Linked DNA regions of Mus musculus: regions 2 and 3 are each linked to region 1. The links are chromatin contacts, called in public HiChIP or PLAC-seq and promoter capture Hi-C maps. All regions are on one chromosome and are shown on one strand. Each heading gives the region's core, a stretch centred on a gene start, on an enhancer-like site or on the middle of the called end of the contact. The rest is flanking DNA. Distances are from core to core; before and after follow the strand shown.

What was found. HiChIP or PLAC-seq counts read pairs in DNA pulled down with a chosen protein or histone mark. Capture Hi-C pulls out chosen DNA fragments and counts their contacts.
Region 2: an H3K4me3 HiChIP or PLAC-seq map of forebrain shows a contact between it and region 1, with 5 times the contacts expected there. The contact joins the promoter of Tnk2os here to the promoter of Cep19 in region 1. A contact is called at or near these places in 4 of 39 promoter capture datasets (the 3T3-L1 cell line, cranial neural crest, frontonasal cranial neural crest and 1 more), 2 of 15 datasets of contacts at CTCF or cohesin (embryonic stem cells and large pre-B cells), 13 of 484 Hi-C or Micro-C datasets (B cells, the G1E-ER4 cell line, the HPC-7 cell line and 7 more), 14 of 115 datasets of contacts at active chromatin or transcription factors (T-cell acute lymphoblastic leukemia, astrocytes, cardiomyocytes and 10 more) and 3 of 9 other capture datasets (adipose tissue, embryonic stem cells and liver).
Region 3: a contact with region 1 is called in a promoter capture Hi-C map of pancreatic islet. The contact joins the promoter of Tnk2 here to the promoter of Cep19 in region 1. A contact is called at or near these places in 5 of 39 promoter capture datasets (cranial neural crest, erythroid cells, frontonasal cranial neural crest and 2 more), 2 of 484 Hi-C or Micro-C datasets (embryonic stem cells and natural killer cells), 11 of 115 datasets of contacts at active chromatin or transcription factors (acute myeloid leukemia, astrocytes, craniofacial prominence and 8 more) and 4 of 9 other capture datasets (adipose tissue, embryonic stem cells, liver and 1 more).

Annotation. Positions count from the first base shown.
Region 1 is chr16:32,097,854-32,102,358 of GRCm38.p6, forward strand. Cep19 (centrosomal protein 19) reads left to right here and starts at 1,936. Exons shown (of 4, transcript NM_025892.3): 1 at 1,936-2,258. Pigx (phosphatidylinositol glycan anchor biosynthesis, class X) reads right to left here and starts at 1,874. Exons shown (of 6, transcript NM_024464.3): 1 at 1,617-1,874. The coding sequence starts at 1,716.
Region 2 is chr16:32,665,475-32,669,979 of GRCm38.p6, forward strand. Tnk2os (tyrosine kinase, non-receptor 2, opposite strand) reads right to left here and starts at 2,723. Exons shown (of 3, transcript NR_033493.1): 1 at 2,481-2,723; 2 at 164-1,226. It overlaps Tnk2 (tyrosine kinase, non-receptor, 2), which reads left to right. Exons shown (of 16, transcript NM_016788.3): 3 at 412-482; 4 at 2,747-2,968; 5 at 3,913-4,065; 6 at 4,479-4,505.
Region 3 is chr16:32,642,073-32,646,577 of GRCm38.p6, forward strand. Tnk2 (tyrosine kinase, non-receptor, 2) reads left to right here and starts at 2,571. Exons shown (of 16, transcript NM_016788.3): 1 at 2,571-3,036.

The DNA.
Region 1 (4,505 bases), core at 686-3,185:
GCAGGTTGAGCTCCATAGAGATCTACTTCTGGCAGTACATCAGTGAGGCTGAGAATCTCTGCCACTGGAGTCGGCTTGTCAGCTTTCCATGATGTAATAGCTGTGCCTCTGAAGTAGACCAGGCCTCTCTGTGGCTGTCCCAGGCATTTAATACATGTAGAAGCAGTCAAAAAAGTGCTCCATACACAAAGGATTTTGTTCATGTGATTTTTTTTTTTTTTTTTAATACAGGGTTTCTCTGTGTAGCCCTGGATGTTCTGGAACTCACTCTGTAGACCAGACTGGCCTTGAACTCAGAAATCCGCCTGCCTCTGCCTCCAGAGTGCTGGGATTAAAGGCGTGCGCCACCACTCCCGGCTTGTTCATGTGATCTTAAGACACTATTCTGGCTCACTAAATCATGTCTGATACGTGATACAGCAACACAGCAACTTCTGTATTCTTATGCCCGTGTCTACAAGTCTGGGAAGATTGTACACTGATACTTTGTGAAGATGTTGGGAGAGGCTTTTTTTTTAAAAAAAAAAAGGCAAGAAAATGAGGGGCACATGAAGATTCAGTGAGTTCACTTACACACTTGGAATAAGCAGAAATCTTCATAAAATGATTCACTAAAACTATTATTACTCAGTGACTAAAAGTTCAAGACTGGTGAGATGGCACCACCTTTGGTTCCAGCACTCAGTTTGGTCTACATACCAAGTTCCAAGAAAGACCATTTCTCAAGTATCAAATATTAAGAAACAAACAAACCCTAAAGGTTCAGTAGCCAGGTACCCTGCTCTAAAACACTGGCAAGAAATGTGTGGGAAGAACATTAAAATAAGAGTGTGAATCACTGATAAACCTGTTACTCAGCAACATGAAGCCAGGAGAATAAGCAGTTGGGAGACGCTTGAGGGTCCTACAATATAAAAGCGAGTCAACAGTTGCTGGGGGCAAACTGCAGAGAAAAAGAGATGGGAGGGGGGAAACTAGTGTTAGGACTGAAGAGCTGTCTGGAAGTCGCTTAGTGAGCTCCAGGGTTGCAGTTTTCAGGACTCACCCATTTTATCTTTCTACTGATGCAGCTTCTTTTGAGTTATCCTTGCTTCTAGTAAGTAGCCCCTCACCCATATTTCTAATAGTAGCCCCAATTAAAAAAAAAAAATCATTGGTTTACCAAACTGGACACTGGTACAAAGGTTACCTTTCTGGAGTGAGCAGGTTGTGCGTGTGTGCGTGCGTGCGTGTGTCCCTGGGAAGTATGTCACACAACACATCACCTCACCCCTTCTCCCATACATGCTGTTTGGGCATTCTCACACTTCGCTGGATGCCGAGGGTTCACTGCCTCTCAGGCAGCACAAGGCATCTTCAGGGGAACCATAAGCACCCCAAGATACTTCGTGGCTTGCTGTACTTGTTTCGTACTTGGGTCACAGCGTGGCCAGTCCCGCCTTGGAAAGACAAAGCCCGGCTCTGAAGCCCGGGATGGGACCCCCAGCAAAGATCACAAGGAGGGAAGGGCGCACAGGGCCTTTGTTGCTAACTTCCTCCGGCCTCGGGTACCCCAGGCGCCGCGGGTGCTCCCCACCTCCGCCCCAGCTCCGCACACACTCGCTCAGCCCCCTGACCTTTACCAGCGCTGAAAGGGGCGTCGCTGAAGTCCGCGGCGAGCCTGCCGACCAGCCAGGCTGCCCAAAGGAGCAGCCAGGCCACAGCGCCGGCAGCCAGGACGCCGGAGCCCGACGCCCGAAAGGGGCGCTCGGGGCAAGCTGCGGTCACCGAAGGAATCTGAGCACGCTGAGCGCGCGCTCACCTTTCCCGATGACCCGAACAGAACTCGGCTAACACTTCCACCCTAGGATCTCCCTACAACTCCAGGTTCCGGAGAGGCCAGCCCCCTGGCCCCGCCCCTCGTCATCCCGGCCGGGGCGGGGCGAGAGGCTGCGCAAGCGCAAATTGAGAGCCTTCTGTTGCCTTGGGAACGATCCTCGGGGCGCCTAGGTGGGCCCTTGGACCGGGCGAGCTGCCTTAGGACCGCACTCCCCGCGCTCAGCCCCGCTTCCTGCCCACAACCGGATGCGTGCGGGCTGAGCCCCCTGCCTCTGAGTTCACCCCATGGTTATTCCTGTAGGCTATGGCTATCGCCGTTTCCTGCAGCGTCAGGCTCCACCTCGCCTCAAAGTCGACCTAAGCTCCTCTGTGCAGTGCAGTAGGATGGAAACCACCCCCTCACTGCTGTTCAGATGTGCACTTCCTGTACTTCTTCAAGGGTAAGTAGGGTCGCCTTGCATTGGTGAGGACATGAATCGGGACCTCAGTATTCCCTTCGGTGTTGTGGGGAACAAATCTCTAGTAGGAAAAGTATATCAGGTAAAAATACATTAGGTAAATGTAATGTCATTCCTCCCAGTGCGTTAGCTGACCTAGTGCTGGTGCTGAACGGCAGGCAGGTTATGGGGTCTCGAAAGTGGGAGGATAGTGTAATATAGCACTACAAACATGCTATTAAGAAATATGGACAAAAACAAAAAAAAAAAAAGGCCAGGTAGTGGTGGTGTATGCTTTTAATCTCAGCACCCGGGAAGTAGAGGCGGTCAGATCTCTGAGTTTGAGGCCAGCCTGGTCTACAGAGTGAATCCAGGGCAGCGAGAGCTTCACAGAAAATCCTGACTTGAAACAACAACAACAATAATAATAATAAATTAAAAGGAAAACTCTTTAGTGAAGACCTTACGTTATTATCGACTCTATTCACAAGTGTGGCCCTTTGCTTATGTTTGTAGACCATATAGTGTCTGGAAAGTTTACTGACATCACACTCTAGTGAGGTGAACTGGGAATAGTGTCTGGGCATTGGCTCAGATCAAAGGCAAAGCCCAGCAATGTGAAAGGCAGCACTTTATTATGGTTGACCTCATAGGAGTAAAAATCTCACATCTGTCAGTAGGGTGAGAATACAGACTGTGATCCTATATGATAAATCTACCTAGCAACCATAAAATTTGCATTTAATACAGGAAACCGTATGTATGAGATAAAACTAAACTGTAGTCTATATATGTATTTATATTTATGCATATATGTATGTGACATACATATAGCTAGAAAAAAGAATAGAAGTTAGATGAACATTTCATTTTCTCTTTCTCTCACTTTTATTCCTATTTTTCTTTTTTTTTTAAGATTTATTTATTTATTATATGTAAGTACACTGTAGCTGTCTTCAGACACACCAGAAGAGGGCGTCAGATCTCATTACGGATGGTTGTGAGCCACCATGTGGTTGCTGGGATTTGAACTCAGGACCTTCAGAAGAGCAGTTGGTGCTCTTAATCACTGAGCCATCCCGCCAGCCCTAAGCAATTCTTGTAATTAAGTGTACTTTGCCACTGAGGGTAGAGATGGAAAGAGAGAGCAGAAAGTATTAATCTGAAAATATCTGGTTTTTTTAAAGATTTATTTATTATTATACATAAGTATACTGTATTATTATTATACATAAGTATACTTCAGACACACCAGAAGAGGGCATCAGATCTCATTACGGGTGGTTGTTTGCCACCATGTGGTTGCTGGGATTTGAACTCAGGACCTTTGGAAGAGCAGTCAGTGCTCTTAACCACTGAGCCATCTCACCAGCCCATGTCTGGGTTTCTTATACCTGGAAAAATACTATAGTAGGACAAATGAGCAGAGGTAAAAGCCAAACAAACATTACTGTTTTGAATGTGGAGAGGCTGATTACCTACAAACCCCCCCACCCCCCCTTTTTTTTTTTTTTGAGAAGTAAGGGACCAGAGTTCCCAAACAGCTGTCCTGGAACTCAGGGCAATCTTGCTGTTTTGGCCTTCTGAGTTCTGAGATTACAGGCATAAGGAACGATGCCTTTCAGATCTGCCATTTTCGCTATTGATCCTTATGTTTCGCTATTGATCCTTATGTTGTCAGCTGACTGGGGTCAGTTTGCTCTAGCTGGATAGAAATCATGAGTAGAAGTTCCCAGGCCCTTGAGTGTCCAAGGCCTGGACTAGCACGTTAGATGATGACAGTTCCAGACACTGAGAGGTAGGGACTTAGGCCTCCTGATTTAGACGCTAGTGACGCATGGCTCTGGGTGCTCAGGTCAGATGCTATTAGCATCCATTTGGCAAGCATTTGCCAGATACTGTAATGCCCCTCGTCCAGCAGCTGTGAGTGCCACCAGAAGACAACATCTGCTGGACTACAGTTGTGACACTCCATTCCTACAATGGCTAGTAGTATCGCTTAAGGCCCGGAAGCTTCCTGAAACTCTTCAGCATCTAGTTCTCATAACTTCCGCTGCCTCTACTCCAGTGTTTCCACTTTGGTTACTTACTCTCTGGGACCTTCTGTTGCCCTCTTGGGGCTTCAACTGCTACTGTCAGGATGGAAGCTGCTACCAGTGTGCCAGTTTTACCATCTCTTCTTCCTTGTGCTGATAGCTCAGTCTGGTCTCCTAACACTAACGATCAAAAGCAGGAAAGAAAAGGCCACTT
Region 2 (4,505 bases), core at 1,473-3,972, 570 kb after region 1:
CCTATGGAGGCGTTTTCTCAACTGAGGTTCCTTCTTCTCTGATCTAGCTTGTGTCATATTAGCATAAAACTAGCCAGCACAGCGTCTGATGTCAGTAGTGTAAGAATATTTTAAGGGAAGGAAACCTTAGAATGGAGACAGGTGTATGTGTGTATCTCCTTACCTGAGTTGTCTGGAGAGTTGGCGAGGTAACTGGCCACTTCTCATTCTGCTTTGATGAGTAAACACCTCCAGCCAGAGGTAGAGTGTAGAGATTGGGTGAATGAAATTCCTAGTTGGCAACTGATCCCGTTGGTGGCATTGGGTTGAGTGGTGTCCCAGGAACTGAGGAAGTCAGTTAGGTGGATAGCAGCCTCGTTGGGAGGGTGTGAGAGCTGTCTGACAGACCTCGTTCACTTTCCCTGCTTGCAGGCCAGAGGCGGCTGTGGGAGGCCGTGAAGAGGAGGAAGGCCATGTGCAAACGCAAGTCATGGATGAGCAAGGTGTGTGTGAGAAGGGTGTGAGGGGGTGGTGGGGCACCCAAGGGCCTCCCGCTGCTGGCAGGCTCAGGAGCCTTCTCCTGCTGCCCAGAGGTATAATCTCACCGATTGCCTCACACTTTGTACAGACTTTCCTCCTCCAAGCTCTTATCTGACAGGACACTTGTGGTGCTGCCTGGCTAAGTGTCTGTCTCCGCCACAGACAGACCGGTGAACGGCCTGTGTGCAGTAAGGGTTTCACAGCCTCTCTGGGTGCCGGAGCTGGGACTTGTTGATAAGTGTTCCTTCCTTTGAGTGTCAGGCCAGTGTCCAGAAAGGGGTAGAGGGGACTGTCTGGACATCTTTGCCTTGTTCTGTCTGCCCCCCAACACTTCCCTGTGCTCTCCGCTCTTCAGGTTCCTGTGGTCATCTGGCTCTGCTGACAGCTTCCTTCCCCACAGCTCCTCCCCACCCCCTAAGTTGGGTCTTTAGTGTTGTGAGTCCCTGATCTGACTCAGTGGAACTTTGCCCATTGTCTGGAAGACAATGAGAGAGGAAGTGAGCCAGCCAGGGCCTCTCTCTCTACTTCTGGCCTCAGAACTGGGGTGAGGGGTGAGCAGGGCAGAACAGCTGGACTGGGATTGGGCAGTAGAAATTTTCTGGCTGCAGTCTGGCAAAGGGGCTGTCTCTTGAGAGCCTGTGGCCTTTTCTGGGGACACAGTCCTGGTCCATCGCCCAGGTTTTTGCAGAGGATGAATGTGTGGCGACCTATTGACAATAGAGAAAAGCAGTGTGGGAATTTTGGATCTTACCCCAGTTCATAGTAGGTCTCTGGGTGATCAGTGGTCCTTTCTAAAATTGTCATGTCTTTGGTAAACCAGCATTGGCTCCATTACCCAGCTTACCATGTAGGACTGTGCAAAGGGCCTCGTGGCTGCAGTGGCGAAAGTAGATCTTGTAAATTGAACTTATTGGCAAATATTAGGAAAATACTGGGAGGAGGGGACAAAGTCCAAACAGGTCCTCAGATTTGAGCTGCCCTTAGTGTTTGATTTCGGGACAAGGGGCTGAGGGGCATATTTTACATACCAAAGCAGACCTGGCCTCCAGGGTCTCCCAGCATCCCTCAGTCCCTACCTGGCATACTCTGCCCGCCCCACCCCCCACCCCCAACTCAGAACTTTCCAGCCCAGGGGCTGCCCTTCTCCCAGAGGCTCTTCCCTAGTAACCCAGACATTTCCATCTCTCTCTGACTCTTTCTGTCTGTCTGTCTATCTCCTTCTCTCCCTCCCGCCCCTTTCTTCTCTCTGTGCACACCCTCTCTTTCTTTCTCTTTTCCGCCCATACCCCCACTTTCCCCATGACCACTCTAATGTGGCTTGAGTTGGCTCACTTCACCAGCTGGGGAGAAAGAACCTATCACTCAGCACACACGGGTAAGGTTGGCCAGCTCTGAGGGCAACGAGAAGAGTCTGTAGCCTGGCACTAGAGCTTTAGATGCCCAGTGGAGGGGCCAAGTCAGATTGCATGGCCAGGTGAGTTCCTTCATAGCCCCCCTCTTCCTGTCTCTTGACCTTTGGCCCTTCTTTCTCCAAAACAGGCCTTGGAGACCCCTCTAGTCTTCCTTCCTTCTCAGCCCTTGGCTCTAGGCGCCCCTCCAGAAATCCAGCTGTCTTTCCAGGCCCTTCTCCAGCAAAGACTGGCTTCATTTGCACTACATACACACACATAACACATACTCATGGGTCAACCTCAGACTAAAATTATCTTCTCCCCTGGGCAGGATGAAGGGCAGCCGACTCCCCAGGGAGGATAGAGACAGACAGTGCCAAATGGTTAACCCAGAGAAGGGGCCAGGGCTAAAAATGGACAGGGAGGTGTTTGGAGGGCCCCTCGGGCTCCTACCCTCTCTTTGTATGCTAGGGGCAAGAGGCTGTGCCGTTTAGGAGGTTCAGGAAGGGAAGGGTAAGATGGGGAGGAGCTGAAGGCCAGGGCTGCCAGGGCTGGGGCTTGGGGGTGTACCTGGAGGGCTTTGGGCTATCTCTGTCTTCACAGACCGTTTTGGGGTTAACTTCATCCACAAGCAGCATCTTCATCTGTTTTTGACGACTACCCTGAGGCTTCAGCTGTGGGTTCCCCGTTAGGGTGTACGCTAGAAGTGTGTGCCTTTAACAGGCTGCCCCTGGCAGCTTGGCAAAGCCAGGAGCTGTCTGAGGCTTACCAGTAGGGTGGGACTGAGTGCCTCTGGGGCCCTGGGTTCCATCTGGCTTCTGGCTGCTTTCAAACAGGTGTTCAGTGGAAAGCGGTTGGAGGCCGAGTTCCCTTCCCAGCACTCTCAGAGCACCTTCCGGAAGCCCTCCCCCACCCCAGGGAGCCTGCCAGGGGAGGGGACCCTGCAGAGCCTCACCTGCCTCATTGGGGAGAAAGACCTACGCCTGCTGGAGAAGCTGGGGGATGGCTCCTTTGGCGTGGTGCGCAGGGGTGAATGGGACGCCCCCGCAGGGAAGACGGTGAGCTCTGGGGTGGGCACCTCTCCCCTTCTGTCAGGCGACAAGTGACTAGGGACAGTTGTGAAAGTACTCACCTTTTGAGCCATGTTCAGGTTTAACTGAGCACAGTGATTTCTTTTTTTCAAGTCTAAAGATAGTTTGCTTACTATGAAAGATTGGACACGGAAAAATGAAAGGCAAAGGCCTGCAGCTCCCACTGCCCGGCTGAGGCAGGGCTGCAGCGCCCCCTCCTGCCACCCCAACCCCTGCAGGGATTTGTTGTGAGACAGCATCTTGGGTAGACCAGGGTGGCTTTGAACCTGCAGTGACAAAGTATTTTCTGTCCCTTTATCCTTTCCTTCCTTCATGGTCTTGGATCAGCTTTGAAGCAAGTGCTGTGCCACTGAGCTATGTCTCATCACTAAGATAGAAATTAGATTTACATATTTAAGTCATAGCCTTTTTTCTCTTAATTAAAACTCCCTAGTGGATAACCACACACAAACATACACGTATGGGGTGTGGGGGGATACAGATTATTGTAAATATATAGGGCCAGATGCACTTCCCAGACAGTATATTAATATTGCTAGCACCCAGCAGGATTTGTCAAGCCCTGGCCACTCAGCACCCCTTTTTCCAAGGTGGGGGGCATCCATAGATTATGGCATTATAGTTCAACTATATTATTGTTCTGTCTTTATATTGCTCATCTCTTAATTTATTGTCACTGCTAATTTGGGAATTTGCCCAGAAAGAAGAGGCCCACATTTAGTGACCTTTAGAGGTCAGTCAGCTGCCACCCTCTTGCAGTGCAGAGGATGTAGGATATAAACTGATGGCATGCTTGTGCACTCAGATGAACAGGTCTGACGCAAGGGGCTTTACTCTGAGTTGGAAGGTGCAGTTAGCTCAGTGTTGGGAACCATGAAGGTCTAACGCCCTGCTAATCCTGCACTGGGCAGGTGAGTGTGGCCGTCAAGTGCCTGAAGCCTGACGTGCTGAGCCAGCCAGAGGCCATGGACGACTTCATCCGGGAGGTCAATGCCATGCATTCACTAGACCACCGAAACCTCATTCGCTTGTATGGTGTGGTGCTCACACTACCCATGAAGATGGTGAGTGGCTGGGTGGGAGGGAAGGCCAGAGGGCTACCTGCAGTCTGGGCTCCCAGACGCACTCTTCCTCCTGCCTGCTCCAGTTTCCCGCCACAAGTGGCAAAGGGGTTTACCAGGGTACTGCCTAGTGCTGTCATCTCTGGATTTTCTACTGCTCACTGGCAAGATGTGCCCATAGGAATGGCTGGCCCTTGACATGAGTTATCTTTGGAGTTTTTAGCCTGGGCCTCTTTGGAATGCTTTATTCTGGGGTTTAGATTCTTGGGGGTGACTGAAGGGACAGGTCAGAAACGAACATGGAGTTCGTTCATTGGAGCTATGGTCGACCTCCAGAAAGAGACTGGGAACTTTGCCTTTGAGAGAGTGGCATCGATCTACCGGATTTATCCTGTCTGTCTTCTGTGTGGCCTCAGGTGACAGAGCTGGCACCTCTGGGATCT
Region 3 (4,505 bases), core at 1,321-3,820, 540 kb after region 1:
CGGGGAGGAGAGAGGCAAAGCTCCCCTAAGAATTCGCCTATCAAGACCTTCAGGATGGACTTGCTCTAACTCCCCTTGTTCTGTTTGACTTGGAGCTTGATTTACTGGTAGGAGCATTTTGGCCAAATCCGTTGTTTGCATCTATTGACCACGAAAATCTCGTTAGACCCCGTGTTTTCCTGCAGCCTGCCCCTGCATTGACATTGTTTTATTGCTTGAGTGGTTCAGAGAATGGATTATACAGTCAGACACTTGGATGTGATTTCTGGCTCTGCGACTGGCGACTTGGAGATTCTGGAAAGAGCCATTTAGTCTCTCAAGGCTTCAGTCCTATCGCTGTACACTGAGACTGTGAATGTGTGTGTGTGTGTGTGTGTGCTATTGCTACGGGTGACAGGGTGACAGGAGAACAAGGAGAGCGTAAAGCCACGCACGCACGCACGCGCACAGACTCTGTGAATCTTAGCCACTGTCGTTACTGAGGCAAACAGTACAAGGGAGGTTGGTGCACTGAACCCTTTTTTCCCCCTGTGCCCCTCTCACTCAAGGGCGAGCTGCGATGCAGAATATTCACTCCTCTGCTCCCAGGCAAGAGAATGGGCTGTATGAAGTGATTCAGCACGTTTCTCTGCTCACCTTACAGAGCAAGCCACCGTGACCCAAATCTGCCAAGCTTAGGCTCTGGGTGGCTTATGTGGCCGTCCTATCTGCTCACCCCTCTGGCCACAACCTTTGGTCCCAACGAGACTCAGAAGTCAAGGGTTGAAGGGGGGAAAAAAATCAAGTTTATTAAAATGTTTACCCCCAGGAGACGAGTGGAGGGGCTACTGTCCCCCAAGATGACTAAGTGCACAAAACACAAAAGCACTCTTATTAATCAATTAATTGATTAATTAGAGACAGGGTCTCTCTGTGTAGCCCTGGCTGTCCTGGAACTCACTTTGTAGACCAGGCTGGCCTGGACCTCAGAAATCTGCCCGCCTCTGCTTCCCCAGTGCTGGGATTAAAGATGTGTGCCTCCATCTGACAAAAAGGAGCTTTTATAAGTCTGGTGTGGTAAATGAGCAGAAAGAAGTCTTCCTCATCCAGGGCCAGCATCTTTTCCTTTCTTCCTATCTTTCTTTCTTTCTTTCTTTCTTTCTTTCTTTCTTTCTTTCTTTCTTTCTTTCTTTCTTTCTTTCTTTCTTCTTCTTCTTCTTCTTCTTCTTCTTCTTCTTCTTCTTCTTCTTCTTCTTCTTCTTCTTCTTCTTCTCTCTCTCTTCCTTCTTTCTTATTCCCTTCCTTCCTTCCTTTCTTTCTTTCTTTCTTTCTTTCTTTCTTTCTTTCTTTCTTTCTTCCTTCCTTCCTTCCTTCCTTCCTTCCTTCCTTTCCTTTCTCTAGCTAAGCTATGTTACATTTGACCTTGACTGCCTGGGGTGAGCTCCTGTAACTTTTTTTTTTTTTTTTTTTTTTTTTTTTCCGAGACAGGGTTTCTCTGTGTATCCCTGGCTGTGAGACAGGGTTTCTCTGGGTATCCCTGGCTGTCCTGGAACTCACTTTGAAGACCAGGCTGGCCTCGAACTCAGAAATCTGTCTGCTCTACCTCCCAAGTACTGGCTAAATTCAGACTCTTATTCCAGGACTTGTTCTCACTTGAATTTATTAATCGATGAAACCTCCTAATTTTGAACTTCATTTTTTTTTTTTTTGAGTGTGTGTGTGTGTGTGTGTGTGTGTGTGTATGGACCAGGGCCCTTTAAGAAGGCGGAGCGACCCCAGCGGGCCCCACCCCCTAGGGCGGCGCAGGCGCGCGCGGGCTCTGAGAACCCGGCTGGAGGGCCGCCGGCTCGCGGGGCCGCAGCACCTGCGGCGCGGCGCCGGGGTGGCCGAGGTCGAGTGTGGGCGGCGAGGGCGGGACGCCGGGCCCGCTTGGGGCCGAGGCGGAAGCCGCGGGGCGGGGGCGCGCAGGGCAGCACCATCTGGAGGGGCGGGAGCGCGCGGCCTCTGGGGGGCAGGCGCGTGCGCGGCGCGGCGGGCGCGGGGGGTCGGCGGCGGGGGGCGCAGGAGGAGCGCGGCGGGCTGAGCCCCGCGCTGCCGGAGCAGCAGCCGGCGCGCGTCGGGCGGCTCAGCTGGGGCCCGCAGCTTCTTCGCGGGCTGAAGCTCGGCGTGGAGGAGCAGGGCGGGGTGGGTCCGGCCGTGCAGGAGGAGGGCGGCGTGGGGCTGGGGGTGCAGGAGCGGGGCGGCCGCGGTCACGAGCCTAGTCTGGGGGTGGTGTGGGGGCCGCCCGACGCCGCGGACTGGAGGCGCCGGGCGCGCTGGACGGGTTCGGCCGGCGGGCCGGTGGCGCAGGAGGAGGGCCTGGGGCCCCGCAGGCAGCAGCAGGAGAAGGGGGGAGGCGGCCCCGCAGTGCAGGAGCGCGGCGAGGCCCGTGCCGGGGTGCAGGAGCGCGGGGAGGGCAGCCCACGCAGGCTTCTGCGGCAGCCAGAGGAGCTGCCCGAGTTGGCTCACGGCCCCTGCCCGCGCACGGAGGAGCTCGAAAGTTCGGACGAGCGCAGCTGGGAGAGCTGCAGGCATCTGGGCGGGGAGGCGGTGGTCCTTGGAGCATCCCTAGCGAGTGGGGACAGACTCGAGCTGCTGGGGAGAGCCAGGCCTGTAGGGCCCCGAGGGCCTGAAGGAGAGGGGCGCCTGGGGGTGCAGGAAGCAAATTGGCTGCCCGGGGTGCAAGAGGGCCAGGTAGTGTGGGCTGTTCAGGAGACGTATCTGAACGGTAAAGGGTCCTCAGGGGGAGAGGGATTCCAAGAGGGACACAGGACCCGCAGGCGCAGACGGCGAAGGAGGTGGTAATCGGCAAGCTGCCTTCCTTGCTGGCATCAGGGTTGCTCTAGTGCCAAGAGTAATGCAGGAAGATGTAGGGGATTGGGGAGCAGAAGAGCGCTGTGAACCTGACCTTTGGAAGATATTGCTGGAGGGTAGGCACTGGCCTGCAAGATCCTTTCTGCTACCTCAAGTCTGAGCATCCTCGAAGCAGTGTCTGCCTGGGGACAGCTGGAAACTCAGGTACGGATGGCCAATATTGTTATCGGAGTTGATATGATTAGAAGCATCGGAGAATGGGTTCCAAACATCCCTTGTCCTCTCTAGTTGACCAACCTGGGCATCACCCCTCACGAACACACACATACACACACGTACGCACGCACGCGCACACACACACGCAAGCACCCACCACATATAATTGTAAGTAGCAGCTGCTGTAGTGGAGTAGTCACCGCTTTCAAGTCTAGACTGGATGTGGAACCATTTGAGTGGCTGCCTGGTATAGGCAGAGGGAAGAGAAGGCAGGATAGCCCCAGGGACTAAGTCATCCCCTTCACCTATCTGCTGGTGGAGGTAGGTGTGTCTCTGTGCAAGCTGTTGTGCAACCTGCATCACCGGCCTCAAGTCCTCCCGAAAGGGAAAATGGATAGTGTTGCATTAGCCGCTGTGCCTTATCTTGTAGTCCTGTTGATCACGTGAGTGTGGCAGCCAGTAGTGACTTGGGCACGAGCCTGGCCTGCGCCTTGCCACACGGTTTTGTCACGGTTGATTATGCTGTGGGCCCAAAGCCAAGGATGGGTAGAACTGCAGAGAGCAACTGGTGAGGTCTTCATTTCTGAATGGAATGGGAAGGGAGGTTGTACCAGCGGCTGCTACCCATGCCTTGACCTCACTCTAGAAGCTGGCAAATAGAGAAGCCTGTGGTATCCTATTAAGACCTCCTCACCTCCCCGCGACCGTGGCTCCTTCTTGGCGCCGCCTAGAGGTGGAGCCTGCAGGCCAATGGGTAGATTTGATTTCTTGTTGGCATATGAACCCACCTCTTTCCTGGTTCAGGTGGTCTTGGTTGACAGCTTACAGCCTCTGTCTTTATTTCCCTAGCCGTGTCAAAAGTTCTTGCACTTCCAGCCCACCTGTGGGATGGATCCAGAGTTACTGTCTCAGAGCCTTCACCAGGAATATCTCTGCCCTAGCCTACCGTGTGCCTATGAGTCAGATGGACTCCCATACCCGGGTTCTGAACAGACCTGGGTGGAGATAGGGTTCTCCTGTGGGGGCAGAAGAAGGGGTAGTGGTGGCTTGAACTGCTGGAGGAGCCGGTTTGCCGACTCTGGCAAACCCAACCCGTCTTTCAGCTTTATCCCGTGCCAGTCACATTGTCTCTCAAACATTCAGACACCGGAAGTTTAACTGCTGTGTCCACGGTGCCAAGCTCTCCTGGAATGACCAGAGTGGTTCTGGCTCACTGGTTTCAGTGGAGAGAATTCTGCTCTCAGCGCATACATAAAGCATACACCTTCACACTTCCTTTAGGTTGCCTTGCCTGCACTTTAGGATGAACAGGAGAGCAACTGGTCTGCTCTTTGGGACTCCCTGAGCTTGCTGTGCCTAGGAGTTTGTGTAAATGGAAGTCAGTTAGTGACCTTTTAGAGTCTGGCTTCTCTGGAGCAGCATCCCTGTTTCACATCTCCCCCGTGTAGTATCGTGTT